Linked DNA regions of Mus musculus: all the other regions are linked to region 1. Evidence: chromatin contacts called from public Hi-C, HiChIP or PLAC-seq and promoter capture Hi-C data. All regions are on one chromosome and are shown on one strand. The core of a region is the stretch at or near the end of the contact, and the rest is flanking DNA. Distances in the headings are between cores, read along the strand shown. Region 1 holds the start of 1700010I14Rik (RIKEN cDNA 1700010I14 gene). Region 2 overlaps Gm46585 (a long non-coding RNA gene). Region 3 has its middle 87 kb from the start of Gm46585. Region 4 has its middle 110 kb from the start of Gm46585.

Region 1 (3,198 bases), core at 339-2,838:
TGAGAGTCAACACAGTCTGTATGAAATGCAGCTGAGAAAACACTTGCTCTCCAGAAAGGAGCCAGAGGCCAGCTTCTCAGTATAAGTGTTAAATCTGTTTCCTGCTCCTATCAGGTTAGTTTTTGTTGACTTCACACAAGCTAGAGTTATGTGGAAAGAGGAACCTCAGCTGAGAAAATGCCATAGTAACTCACTTGTAGGCAAGTCTGTGAGACATTTTCCTTGATTAGTGATTGATATGGAAGGGTCCACTATGGGTGGTGCCACACCCTAGGCCGGTGGTCCCGACTGTGGAATAAATGAGCCTGAGCAAGCCACAGGAAGCAAGGCAGTAAGCAGTACTCCTCTGTGGCCTTCTGCATCATCAGCTCCTGCCTCCAGGTTTCTGCCCAGTTTGAGTTCCAATTTCCTTCAAGGTCAGAGTAAACTGAAATAAACACCCTCCTTCCCAAGTTGCTTTTGGTGATAGTGTTTATGACAGCAATAGAAACCCAAGACAGAGGTAGACTGTGTGTACATGTGCTCTACCTCCTCCAACACCACCATCTCTGCCCTGAGCCTCACGGGGAAGGGGTCAGGGTGTGTGGCTCGGTGGTAGGGCATTCGTTTGCCTCTGAAGAGTGGGTTCCAGCCTGGCACTGTGGAAAAGTTGCTAGTTCCCTTTCATATCAAACCAGGCTGAAAGGGTCAGAATTCACTGCCCGAGTCATAGGTTAAGGTTATAGGTCACCTGGGACTAGGTGCAACTCTGTTCTTCCTGGCTTTCCATAGCACTTAGCCATTGCTGCTCAAAACTCTTCCCTGGGTGAACGCAGGTGTCTGGTCCTTCCATTCCTCTGCCTTCAGGAGCCACCCCCTCCCCCACGTGGGGACAACATGGGCAGTGAGCCAGGGATTTGCTTCCACAAAAATCCACCTTAGTTTTGACAGGTCGTTGCAGTGATAATAATTGAATATACTTCTCCTTCAATCACTTTGATAGACGACTAAACAATAGGAGGGAATATGGGTTTTACTATATTCTTAAGAATCGACACATATTTGACCCTTGACGTTCTGATTTTTGTCACCTAAGGGATAGAATGATTACGCTGACATAAGCCATGATTTGGAAGAATTTTTTTTTCGGCCGTAGGGTGGGGGGGGGGGGGAGATTAACATTTTCCAGAAGTAGGGGAGGTGCCGCTCTTACTAGCACATGCCTTGTGCAAACCAGAGTTCTTCCCTTTCTGTCTGAACTCGAGGATCTGAGTTGGTGACCCTATCGCGTGTCCAGAAACACCTCAGCCCTCCTCTTTAGCATCCCGTGTGCTCTGGTTCTTGCGTCTAGAACCAAGGACTGCAGCGGGGGCACATTCACTGGGGACACCAGTTATCTTTTGTCCCATGCTCTGTAATGAATCTTGCCTAGTTTTGTTTTGCAAAGTAAAACCAGTGAGCATCCCTCCAGGGCTCCCAGACCTGGCTGGGGAAGGTGGCAGACTCCTGGCTATTCTGTTATTCTGCCACCCTGTGGCCGGGCGCCAGAGTTACACTGAGGGGGAGGGGCTAGGAATATTTACTGTTTCCATGGCAACTGCAGCTTCCGTTGGCAACTGCAGCTTCCGTTGGCAACTGCAGCTTCCGTTGGCAGCGAGCCGACCAGAGGGGCAATGGCTGAGGATCAGGAACCTGACTGTAAGTGGTCTGCCTCTATTTTTGTGGGTTTTGACCCGGTTGATGTTTGTCCAGGAAAGCTGGTTTCTCAGAAGTGGTTTTGAAAGTAAAAACCTTTCTGGTGGCAGGAAGTCAGCTCCTGGATCAGGAGGGTTTGCTTGGACCCAGCGACTCAGACCTTTCAGAAGCTTAAGGAAGCTGGCTACTTCTGTCCTCAACCGGAAACAGAGAGCAAAGAACACACGCGCACCATTTCTCCACTCAGCTCCAGGACCCCGCCAGGAAACAGAGTGGGTCTTCCCACCTCAGCCCATTTAAGAAAACCCCTCAGGTCATGGCCACAGGACAACTTCATCTAGACAATTTCTTTTGAGAGTTCCTTCCTGGATTCTATTTTGTGTCAGACTGATAATCAAAAGTAACTATCACCTTGGTATGTGTGTTATAGGATGTGTGTAAAGGCGTATGGAGTGTGTGTGTGTAAAAGTACCTTGGAGGGAAAGGGATGGAGGGGCTCACCATACTCGTTCAGTGCTTTTTGTTTTGAAGCTGAGAGTTTTGCAAAACTTCCTGTACCACACCGCTCTCTTGGTATGTGACTTACAGGTCAGAGAGGCAGGCAGGCAAGCAGGTGTCTGTTTCGAATACATAGATGATTGTCCACACATAATAAAAGTAGGGAACAGCTCACATGTAATAAATCTAACAACCTAACAGTCTAGCTCTAAGTGACACCACCAGTATTGAGAGGCAGAGTTCACTCAGGGAATATTGCTAGAGCAACAGGTTGCAAGTCTACTGTCCTAGTGCACAGCCAACCCCCATATCCACATGCAGTGATGTGGAGGTCATTGACATTGATGGGACACTGACAACACTGCAGATGTCCCTTGAGAGTGACGAGGCTAACTGGTAACAGCCTCAGTTGTGCTTAGCCAGGTCAGCCCGCATGCTAGACACTCAACACACACAAGGCTCAGAGCCAGGCCATTGGCAGGACATCTGCTGGGAGACATGGTCTCTTGTCATTAGAGTAAGCATGTGGCTCATGTCTGCTGAGGTACATTGGAGACCAGTATCTGTAGAGCTTCCTGAACCTGGACTTTTATGACCCTTCTGAGGCTGGTCTAGTTTTTGCATGTATGGTGTGCATGTGTGTGTTGGTCAGTACCTTGGAGAGAGGTATCCCCCCTATAAAACCCTACAACACAGACACCAAGGGGATAGTTAATTTTGATTATCAACCTGACACAAAATAAATTCACAAAGGAGCTCTGAAAAGAAATTGTCTAAATGAGGTTGCCCTGTGGCCATGCCCTGAGAGGTTTTCTTAAATGGGCTGAGGTGGTGTACTGGCTAGTTTTGTGTCAACTTGACACAGCTGGAGTTATCACAGAGAAAGGAGCTTCAGTTGAGGAAATGCCTCCATGAGATCCAACTGTAAGGCATTTTCTCAATTAGTGATCAAGGGGGAAAGGCCCCTTGTGGGTGGGACCATCTCTGGGCTGGTAGTCTTGGTAGTCTGGTAGTAAGAGAGCACGC
Region 2 (3,191 bases), core at 98-2,597, 260 kb before region 1:
AGCTCTATATATATAGCCTTATTTTGAAGTATGGCAATCAAATATTGAGATAAGTTGCCAAGCACCTAAATTCTCTTACGTCACCCGGGGGAGTAGCAGGAGGACCTGGTGGGTGGGTGTGTCAGTCTGGTACCCTGCTGCAGGGATCATGGGACTGATTCTGAGACTATCAGTGGTCTCCTCTTGCTACCCACGGAAACTCTCGGGTGCAGAGCATCACTGTTCATCTCCCAGCTCATGCCCAGTGTATGAGGAATGGAGAGCATCTGCTAGCCCAAGAAATAGACGGTGCTGCTTCCGGGAGAGTCCCAGCCTGCACTGCTCTCCACAGGTCCCTAGCCAGCACTGTTTCTCTGCAGTCGGATCTGTTCCCCTCTTACCTATTTGAATATGTGATGCAAACACATAAGCTGTGGGCACACACACAGACTCTACACTCTGTCCTAGCCTTGACTCACACGCATATTCCTGCATTTGTCTTATGCTACGAACATGATTCGTTTTTTATTAGATATTTTATTTATTTACATTTCAAATGTCATTCCCTTTTTCAATTTCCCCTCCAGAAACCCCATAACCTATCCTCCCTCCCCCTGATTCTATGAGGGTGTTCCCCCCACCCACTCCCATCTCCCTGCCCTGGCATTTCCCTACACTGAAGCATTGAGCCTTCACAGGACCAAGGGCCTTTCCTCCTATTGATGCATGACAAGGCCATCCTCTGCTACATATGTGGCTGGAGCCATGGGTTCTTCCATGTGTACTCTTTGGTTGGTGGTTTAGTCCCCGAGAGCTCTGGGGGTTCTGGTTGGTTGATATTTACGAACATGATTCTTATCACTGTTAATATCCTTATATTCCCTATGCTGATGGTCTTATAGTCCGTGGCTGCACTTGCCTGTGTCGGGGTACCCTTTGCTCTGGCTCCCAGGGGACCTAAGATTCCTGAGCTCCACACATGTGTACTGAATCACCAGGCCAGGATGCTACAGCTCGCACAAATAGGCCACAGTATGCCAGTGTTTCGTGCATGTGATGAGCATCTGTGCAGCTCTCACTAGTGTGAGCTATCAGAGTCCCATTGTGGGCATCACCCGCTCGCTCCTCAGTTGCATCTCCTTTCTGCATCCTGCTCTCTGCTCCAGGGATACCACTGTCCAAAATTCTCTATTTGTCTCCTCTCCCACATAATTTATACCTTTACTGTAGATGTGTGCGTACCTAAACAAAACTCTATGGTGCCTTGGAAAGTCACACTTGCACCAAACACCATTGTATTGGATTCTGCTGCTCACCCTTTCAAACGCTGGCATGTGGCGCTGACCTGCTTGCTTCCCGATGCTATGTGACGGTTCACTACAGAGATGGGCTCCAGTGTGTGGTTCTTCTGTTTTTCTTTTGAAGGACAGTGAGTTGTCGTCTTCCCTGTTTGACTTTTTTATATTATAAAAGGACTTCTGTGAATGTTGTCCCTGTGTCCCTGTGTCCATCTGTGAGATCAGTTTTGTTTTGTTTTGTTTTAACGAGATTCAGACACCAGGGAGCACAGCTAGCGCCCCCTACAGACCACCCTATTTAGCTCTACATAATTTACTCTTTCAAGTGTTTGAACCAATTAGAAATGGGTCCAAATTTTTCCAAGAAATTTTTTTCTACCCCTAACCCCACCCCACCCCCGCCCCATGAAAACCGCTCAATGATTCTTTTACTTTTATGTAGTAGTGGGAATGACCAAATTTTCATGTTTGTTCATTTGTTTATTTTTATTTCTTTTGCTCCCTTTTCATCGCATGTTTTGGTGTTTTTCCTATTAACTCGAAATTCTTTTATATTGTGGATATTTATCCTTTTCTAACCCCTAAGACCTCCCCATTTTATTGAAAATAGATCCCCCGACCCCACAGATCATATCTTGATTATGATTTCCTCTTTAGCCCTTCCAGTTCCCCCTCTCCTCCTCTCCCATCTGAAACCACTCCCTTTCTGTCTCTCATTAGAAAACAAACAGGCTTCTGAGGGATAAAGATAAAGAAGAACAAAATAAAACATAAAACAAAAAATTTTTTTTATCACATCAGAGTTGCACAAGACAAATAAACAGAAGGAAGAGTCCAAAAGAGGGCACAAGCATCAGAGACCCACTCATTCTCACACTTAGGAATTCCCTAAAAACACTAAACTGGAAGCCATAGTATACCCACAGAGGACCTGTTGCAGAACAGTGCATGGCTGTATGCATGCTGCCTCTGTCTGTGAAGTCATATGAACATTGCTCATGTTGATTGTTTGAGGGTCTCATTTTCTTGGTGTCCTCCATCCCCTCTGGCTCTGACAATCTGCAGGGTTCCCTGAGAAGGATTTGATGGAGACCTCCCATTTAGGGCTGAGTGTTGCAAGGCCTTTCATTCTCTGTATGGTGTCTGGCTTTAGGTCTCTGTATCTGTCCCCATCTACTGCAAGAGGAAGCTTCTCTGATGATGGCTGAGCAAGGCACTGATCTAAGAGCATAACAGAATGTCAGTAGGAGTCATTGTATGGGTACATTTAGTAGAGCAGTAGTATTTTGTTTTACCCCATGTCCCTGACCTATCTAGTCTCTGGTTCTTGGTCCTCCAAGCAGTATGGGTTCTATCTCATGGAGTGGGCCTTAAGTCATATTAGACGTTGCCTGGCTACTCCATAAGCTCTGTGCCACCATTGCATTAGTGTATCTTGCAGGCAGGGCAGAGTGTAGGTCAAAGGGTTGGTGGCTGGCTTGTCCATCATGCATTCCTATTGGTGTAGAATGCCTTAGTTTAATCCTTTTTTGTGCCTGGATCACCCATTATTTTTATGATTTTTCAAGTCAAGAGCTGTTCTTATGTATTTTCCTCTGAAAGTTCTAATTTTACACACACACACACACACACACACACACACACACACACACATATATATACACACACACACACACACATATATATATACACACATACACACACATATATACGTATACACACACACACATATATGTATATATATGAATATTTTTTCTTTTCCTCATTCATATTGTGTGTTGACTCAAGGTATGGACCTTATTTAATTACTAATACACTATGGATAGGTCTTATCAGTGTGTGTATGTACACATGTGTATGTGGGTATACTTACCTGTGTGTATGTGTGTGTGTGCACATGTGCTTACATGATGC
Region 3 (3,414 bases), core at 321-2,820, 340 kb before region 1:
TTTTCTACATGCATGTTTCCTTATGTTTGAATTTAGAGACTTTAATTCTGACTTTCTTCTCATTGTTCTGAGTGAGAAGCACTTCATCCCACCCTGTAACCAGCCACCCTGGATGGGACACTCACATCACCGATGCCTTGTCAATAAGACCAGTTGAGAGGTATTCCTAAGCCACTTCGAGGTAGATTGGGTCTGATGGGCATGACCTTTGATCCAGTCTGCACTTCTCTGCACTGACTAGCAGTTGGTACATTGACTCATGCTATGATTTCCTCATAATTATGTGAGAAAGACATCATACGCCTACAGTCTCGCCTATGCCTTGTTCCCTGTCTAGTGACCAACCGTCTGACCCTGCCTAGGGATCTAGTGTTTTCTCTAAGGTCCTGTGGAGGTTGTGGGTCTATGTGGGGGTGTCTCTGACTGGATGCCCTACTTGCCCCTTCAGAGAACCACTGTCCCTGTCCTGCTGTTCTCCTTGCTGTGAGCCTGTGGGCTTAATGGGTGAACCTCTACCTTTTCACTATGGTGCTCCCTTCAGGGGTGGGTACTTCCCCTTCCGAAGCTAATAGATGTCTTCCCAGCATGGGTCTCCCCAGAAGGCCCCTCTGTGGTGGCTGAAGGTGTCACCCCTAAACTGTAGATGTACTTGCAAACCTGGATGCTCTTCTGTGTAGAAACTCTCCTTCAATGGGAAGAGGATGCCCCCGTGAAATGGAGAAGCGAGGAAGGAGATGGAGACAGGATGCCCATGGGCTCTGCATTCCTGGTTCCTATTCTTCTGCCCAAGTTTCCTTATGTAGAATCTGTTCTTCTGTGGGAATAACAGCTCAGGGTGCTGGATGGTATGACATCGAGTTGCTGTCTCAAATGGTCTCAAGCTATGATTGCAGTCAGACACTTCCACTGGACCATGCCACACACCTATGGACTGTAGCAGGGAAGGAGACAGAGGGACAGGCTGAATATAAGAGCTGAGGAAAGCAAAGACCTTTGGGTGTTTTTCAGGATAGATTCCTTAGCATATCCTTATCCATTAATCATGACTGAATTTATCATCAGCCCTCTAGACCTCGTTCCTATACTGTGGTATCAAATTAAAGTGTTCTGTTTGAGATTGAGATCTCAGAACCTTCCTAATATATGCCTGATGGGGAGAAGAAAAGTATCATGTCTGCCATGCACTGTGGTGACACTGCAGGCAGGTAAGCTTTGAGGTGGTGTTGGTTTTGCTGCTAGGAACCACACGGCTCATGACAGACCCTTGTTGACAGACAGGCTGTTGTTTGAAAAGCTGAGCACACAGCACTGTCCTGGCAGGAAAAGAAAGGAATCTTCGCTTGGCGGTTGTACCATTTCTGCATGTAGCTGATTCCTTTGTTAGAGCAGACAAAGAGAGACAAAATCGAATGCAGGCTTTCAACTCTCCGTATCAAATTGGAGAGCATGTATAGTGTGATTCATTCAGTTTTCTGGTGCCAGGATCATTTGCCAATAAGTACAATGAGCCTCGGTATTTGATTTGTCCATGGCTGTGCAATGCCAGGCTTGTGGGGACACAGACTGGGCAGAGCTGATGCTGTAGTCAGGCGACACAGTGACGTCTCACTGGTCTGGGAAATTGCAGAGGTCTGTCTACCTTCCTCATTGGCTTTTGTCTGTCAAACATTGGACTGTTGTTTGTCTGCCTGCAATCACTGTCCAGCTGGGTCTGGCTAGAGTTAACACCAAGTCAAAGCTTCTGCCCATATAAAGAGAGATTCTAGGATCTGATTTTTTTTTTTTTTACTTCATTGTGTTCCTATATGCAGAAGCTATGAATTTTAAACAGACAGTTATACATTTACAATCCCAAGAATGTGGGAACATGGTAAAAAGCCATTAAGAAATAATTTATTGAAAACAAGTGAATCCTGGTATTCTACATAGGGCCCATAATTTGGCTTTGGGACGAAGCTTTTAAAACATTTATGAATCATGATATAGGTGGGTTTCTCTATTTTATTGGATTTGCAAGTAAAGTGTGGGGTGGGGCTGAAGCTCAGGGATAGGTGGAGCATTTCCTTACCTCTTACATTCTGTACAAAATGTGGACTGCTTCTAAGCTGGGAACCTGGTGCTACCTACCTGGGTTTGTCCTTCCTTGGGCCCCAGTTGCATACCTTCAGGCCCACAGTGCCCTGCCTCGTGTGTCTGCAAGCTCAGACTTCCTTGTATTTTGGAAGGCAGTTGATATATGTGTCATAGCAGCCTCTATACTTGACTTAATTCCACCCCCTTGGCTGAACGCCCACACCCAAGGCTACAGCCTTGACGATGCTCACCACAACAGCAAGAAGTCACAGAAGCAACAGCCATTCACTTTCACTGATCTAATGTTTCCAAACATTTGTCCCAGGGACTCTTACTTTCCAATGAAATAAACTTTAGAAATACAAATCAAAGCTGGGCATGGTGGCAGACTCCTGAATCCCAGTACCACAAGGCAGGGGAAGAAGGGCAGCTTGGGGCGGGGCGGGGGGGGGGGACTCAGCTAGGCCTTATCAAAAAGAAAAAAGAGAAGCAAAGAAAAAAGTGCAAAAGATTCAAGCAACATGAGTGAACCTCTTGCGATCTGTTAGACTTGGTGCCATTTGTATTCTCTTCCATCTTGAGGACTTATGAATTATGCTGTAATCCTTTTCTATATGGAAGTTACATTTAATGGAGACTTCTGTGTTTTATTTGTTATTTTGTAGCAAATATCTTGGTCCAGGTGCTCCCTTCCATGTGTCTACTTTGTTACTCTGTCTGTGGAGCAGACAGCACCTGAGGCATAGTGTACTCTCAACAGCCAGGACTCAGGGTGAGAGAGGGGTCACACGGAAAAGATCCTCAGCATCGCCCTTCCTTTTTATCCCTTTTTGGAAGACTCCTTAGGTCCCATACAGATGAGAAACACTGATAGCCACCTTTCTGTATCCACTCTGGGTCAAGAGGAAGCTCTGCCATGATAATTAGATCTTGAAAACCTCCCACAGGCCTATGTGCTGAAGGTTAGTGACCCAGGGCCCAGCTATCTGGGAAACAGTTTAGGGGACTTTAGGAGGATGGGCTAGTAGAGGTCCTTAGGTATTTAAGGCCATGTCCTCTATGGGGACCTAGAGACCATAGCCCTTCTGTCTTCTCTGTTTGCTTCTTAGCATCCTAGCTCAGGAAGAGTGTACTGTTCCCCATATTGCCATTCAGCGCCCTTAGCAGGAGCCTGAAATATCAGGTTCACCCCCTTTTGCATTGAGGGCTCCAAACCAAACCATCTTTATCACAGGCTCATGATATACTATGGAGATGGATGAATGAAATAGCCTTCCTGGGTTCCATATGCTTACATATGCTTACCTCTCCTATGTGCACATAACTAATCCAGGCTCCAGG
Region 4 (3,103 bases), core at 247-2,746, 360 kb before region 1:
CTTTAGGCACTGGGTACCCATGCGGTACAGGTATACATGCAAGAAATACATACAAGCACATAAAATTAAAAAAATGTTTAGAAACAACACAAAAATAATAAATGTACCAAGACACTTTTTTTTTTTAACACATTGGCAGAAGTAGTAGGCAGGTTACAGAAAGGTAGGGAGACCTCTTTAAGAGTCTCAGATACGATCTGACAATGTGCATAGCTTTCTGGGTGGCTGGAAAACCAGTATGGTGGCACATGCCTTTAGTCCCAGCAGTGGGGAGGCAGAGACAGGCAGATCTCTATGAGTTTAAGGCCATGCTTAGTCTACAAAGCAAGTTCTAGGTTAGCCAGGGCTACACAGAAAAAAACTTGTCTCAGGGGTGAGGGTCAGATAGGAAAGCCAGTGCTCTGCATATACACCCCAAAGGATTTACCTATTAGTCACAACGCTGTGTGGTCTGGTCCAGAAGATGCCAATCAGTGACTCTTTAGAGAGCTAAAGATGACACAGGACAATTTGGCCCTGGACTTTGGACATTCCAAACTCTTCATGATCACTGAGGGTCTAGTCTTTCAATCAGCTTTGCAGAAGGTTCAGAGGAAGGTTTGCCTTCTTTTCCAGAACTTTCATCCACAGTTCCTACAGGCAAGCCATCTCCTGCCTTGGGGGAAACAGTCTGCTTCCTTGCTGAGAGTCTCTGCTGGGCACTGGTCCTGCACAGATCTTCCCTATCATTTCAAGGCTGCCTCCTGACGCCGTGAGCTCGTCTCACCCCAGTTCACTTATATTGCTACTGTAGCCCCACGGCGACAGGCTCAGCCGCATGCATAGGTGGGTCAGTCTCTCAGGCCCCTGTCAGGTATTTCTTGGAGCTGGAACTCTCTGATCTTGCATCCCAGTGTAGCAGACTCTTGGTCTCTCAGCAAGCCACATCCCTCTTTCCCTCCTGGTAAAGGTATTTACTTGTATCTACATGCCAGCTCTTAGAGGCTCTCCAGTCTTTAGAGCCACTCCAGGGTGACAGGAGAGACTCGTTCCTGTTTTACTGCAGAGCCATCAAATGTCAGATACTAGTTACTCCAAAGCTAACAAGTATCAGAGGGAACAGGGACAGTAGCTGCTCTTGTTCCAGGTCCATTCTGTCTCCTCTCTATAGTATCTAACCTCAGAGGCATGAATCTTGCTGTGTGACCAGGAGCAAGTCCCTGGGCCTCTCTGTTCCATGCAAACTAGTGAGGAAGACAGACAACTTGGATCACTTGTCGGCTGCAGTTCTTGGGCCTCAGTAAATGCTGACCCCATCCAGCCAACATCTCTGTGGTGAAGGAAGCCCTCACCTGCCTCAGACCCTGCAAGGAGGAGGCCTGGGTGCCTTTCTCTAAAGCGAGCATGTGCACATCCTCTCCGATGCTCATTTTAACTCACTTGGAGAGTTTAAGTGCTGGCTTGCTGGAGCCTGCTGCAAGGCAGCTGGCCTTAACTATGAATGCCTGCTTTCTCTTCAGTATATGCAAAGACTCCTCGGTGGTAGTAATTACAGAAGCACGAGGGATTCTAGTGGGGACGCTGTGGCATTAAGTGGCTCATTTAATGGAACTCTTGCCATTGCCTCCACAGGAGGGATGAAAATAAAGAGATCAAGATTGTCATTGCCGACTCTGAGTTACCTGCCTTTGTCTGTTTGACTGATTGTGACAATCTTAACGTTTATAAAAACGTATAATGTTCTATCTCAAGGTTTGCTCTTTGGGGAAGACAAGTGCAGGGAGATTTTGTTTGCATCACGTTATTGAGGACATGTAATTACAGAAGGGAAGGGACCTCTGTTATTACCCAAGTTCACTTTTGTAAGTGCATCAGTAAAATGCTAATTGCACGCGTTTTCTCCCAAGAGTTGCTATTCACAAAGTAGTCGAGGGCACTAGGGGAGTCCTGAGGAGCAGCAATGCCCCTCACCAATCTGGGCTGAGTATAACTCACATTGCTTGTGGTATAACTTACATCCTATTCAGAGTATAAATAGTGCACACACTGGGCTGTTCTTTCCATCGGAGCAGCAAGGTGCTGAAGCTGAGGTGGCAGCCCCTGGGGTCAGAAGGTACATGTATCCTCTGGCTTCATATTTTCCTTAGGCAAGAATATTGCTGTCTTCAAGGGGTGAGTGTCCTGTAGCCAGCGTGTCTATAATCAGGGTTACTGTGAGCCCTGAAAGCATTAAAGTGCCCACATTACACTGCTGTACTAGTCGAATAAGAGGTGGAAGGTAGTGCCCAGCCCCAGGGCATCCCCTCTGCCCTCGGTCAGTCAGGGTCTGCACACTAGGGGACTGGAAGAGTTGCCCATACCCTTCATGATGGACTGAAGCCAATAGGGAAGGCTGAAGGCAGGAAGACCATCCCTGTGCCTTGGGAGCGGTAGGCCCATATAGTTGGGTATGAAGAGCAGCATCCCACAGAGAATAGAGCGAAGGCTTCTCTGGAGGGACTCCTCGCTGCTCTCTGCTCTCTTCACATCAATGTGCTGATATTTACTCATGAGCTAGAAACAAAATTAAACTAGATTTTGCAGTGACAACAACTCCAAACCAAGTAAACCTAAAAGTTAATCCGAATGACAGCTATTCAAATCCACAGATTAAATGACATAACCGGCGTTTACCTACCATCTGCAGAGTTCCAACCACAAGAAATTCCAACCACACAAATGTGGCTTTCCATACAATTAAAAATTGTATGGAACTATATGTATGTAACTATAGCATGAGTCACATAGCAAGAGAATAAGGACAGATGCTTGCCAAAGTGAGTTTTAAAAGGGTATTTCAAAGGGGTACTCTCACCCCAGGGTGGTGTTAGGGGACCCCCATTGGGGAGTAAAGAGAAAGTATGTATGTTTGAACCAACATACATAGATATTTTAATGCTATCCTTGTCTAGTTTCTAATGTTAATGTATATTTTCTAATGCATATGGCGTGTTATCTGGAGGTTGGCATTTTTTCTTGTGTGTACCTCACTGAAAGGTATGCAGCAAACTATGAAGTATCAGCTTTATTTTGCTGGTTGACATAGGCAATGCAACATCATTTGTCATACACGTTTCTATGATGG

The links. Promoter capture Hi-C pulls out the DNA fragments that hold promoters and counts their contacts. A called contact is a pair of places that touch in the nucleus more often than the background predicts. HiChIP or PLAC-seq counts read pairs in DNA pulled down with a chosen protein or histone mark.
Region 2: a Hi-C map of cortical glia shows a contact between it and region 1, with 1.8 times the contacts expected there. The contact joins the enhancer-like site here to the promoter of 1700010I14Rik in region 1. A contact is called at or near these places in 1 of 39 promoter capture datasets (the C10 cell line), 1 of 484 Hi-C or Micro-C datasets (cortical glia) and 1 of 9 other capture datasets (adipose tissue).
Region 3: a promoter capture Hi-C map of hippocampal neurons shows a contact between it and region 1, with 3 times the contacts expected there. The contact joins the enhancer-like site here to the promoter of 1700010I14Rik in region 1. A contact is called at or near these places in 11 of 39 promoter capture datasets (the 3T3-L1 cell line, the C10 cell line, the HPC-7 cell line and 7 more), 4 of 115 datasets of contacts at active chromatin or transcription factors (astrocytes, embryonic stem cells, large pre-B cells and 1 more) and 3 of 9 other capture datasets (adipose tissue, embryonic stem cells and pancreatic islet).
Region 4: an H3K4me3 HiChIP or PLAC-seq map of embryonic basal ganglia shows a contact between it and region 1, with 3 times the contacts expected there. The contact joins the enhancer-like site here to the promoter of 1700010I14Rik in region 1. A contact is called at or near these places in 7 of 39 promoter capture datasets (the 3T3-L1 cell line, cranial neural crest, hippocampal neurons and 3 more), 4 of 15 datasets of contacts at CTCF or cohesin (the NIH/3T3 cell line, large pre-B cells, pro-B cells and 1 more), 1 of 484 Hi-C or Micro-C datasets (the N1E-115 cell line), 8 of 115 datasets of contacts at active chromatin or transcription factors (astrocytes, bone marrow-derived macrophages, embryonic basal ganglia and 5 more) and 4 of 9 other capture datasets (adipose tissue, embryonic stem cells, liver and 1 more).

The regions. Positions count from the first base shown.
Region 1 is chr17:8,986,745-8,989,942 of GRCm38.p6, forward strand. It overlaps 1700010I14Rik (RIKEN cDNA 1700010I14 gene), which reads left to right and starts at 1,589. Exons shown (of 10, transcript NM_025851.3): 1 at 1,589-1,677. The coding sequence starts at 1,653.
Region 2 is chr17:8,729,729-8,732,919 of GRCm38.p6, forward strand. All of the region lies in intron 1 of Gm46585 (a long non-coding RNA gene), which reads right to left. It also overlaps a transcript of Pde10a not described here. Among named protein-coding and RNA genes, the nearest start is that of Gm46585, 4.1 kb to the right of the region's middle. Within about 2 kb of position 1,348, at least 5 of the 459 cell types and tissues checked have an H3K27ac peak or open chromatin away from gene starts, as enhancers often do. A contact at or near this core is called in cortical glia, where this site is marked.
Region 3 is chr17:8,646,226-8,649,639 of GRCm38.p6, forward strand. It overlaps a transcript of Pde10a not described here. Among named protein-coding and RNA genes, the nearest start is that of Gm46585, 87 kb to the right of the region's middle. Within about 2 kb of position 1,571, at least 52 of the 459 cell types and tissues checked have an H3K27ac peak or open chromatin away from gene starts, as enhancers often do. A contact at or near this core is called in hippocampal neurons and stem cell-derived neural progenitor cells, where this site is marked.
Region 4 is chr17:8,625,100-8,628,202 of GRCm38.p6, forward strand. It overlaps a transcript of Pde10a not described here. Among named protein-coding and RNA genes, the nearest start is that of Gm46585, 110 kb to the right of the region's middle. Within about 2 kb of position 1,497, at least 4 of the 459 cell types and tissues checked have an H3K27ac peak or open chromatin away from gene starts, as enhancers often do. A contact at or near this core is called in embryonic basal ganglia, where this site is marked.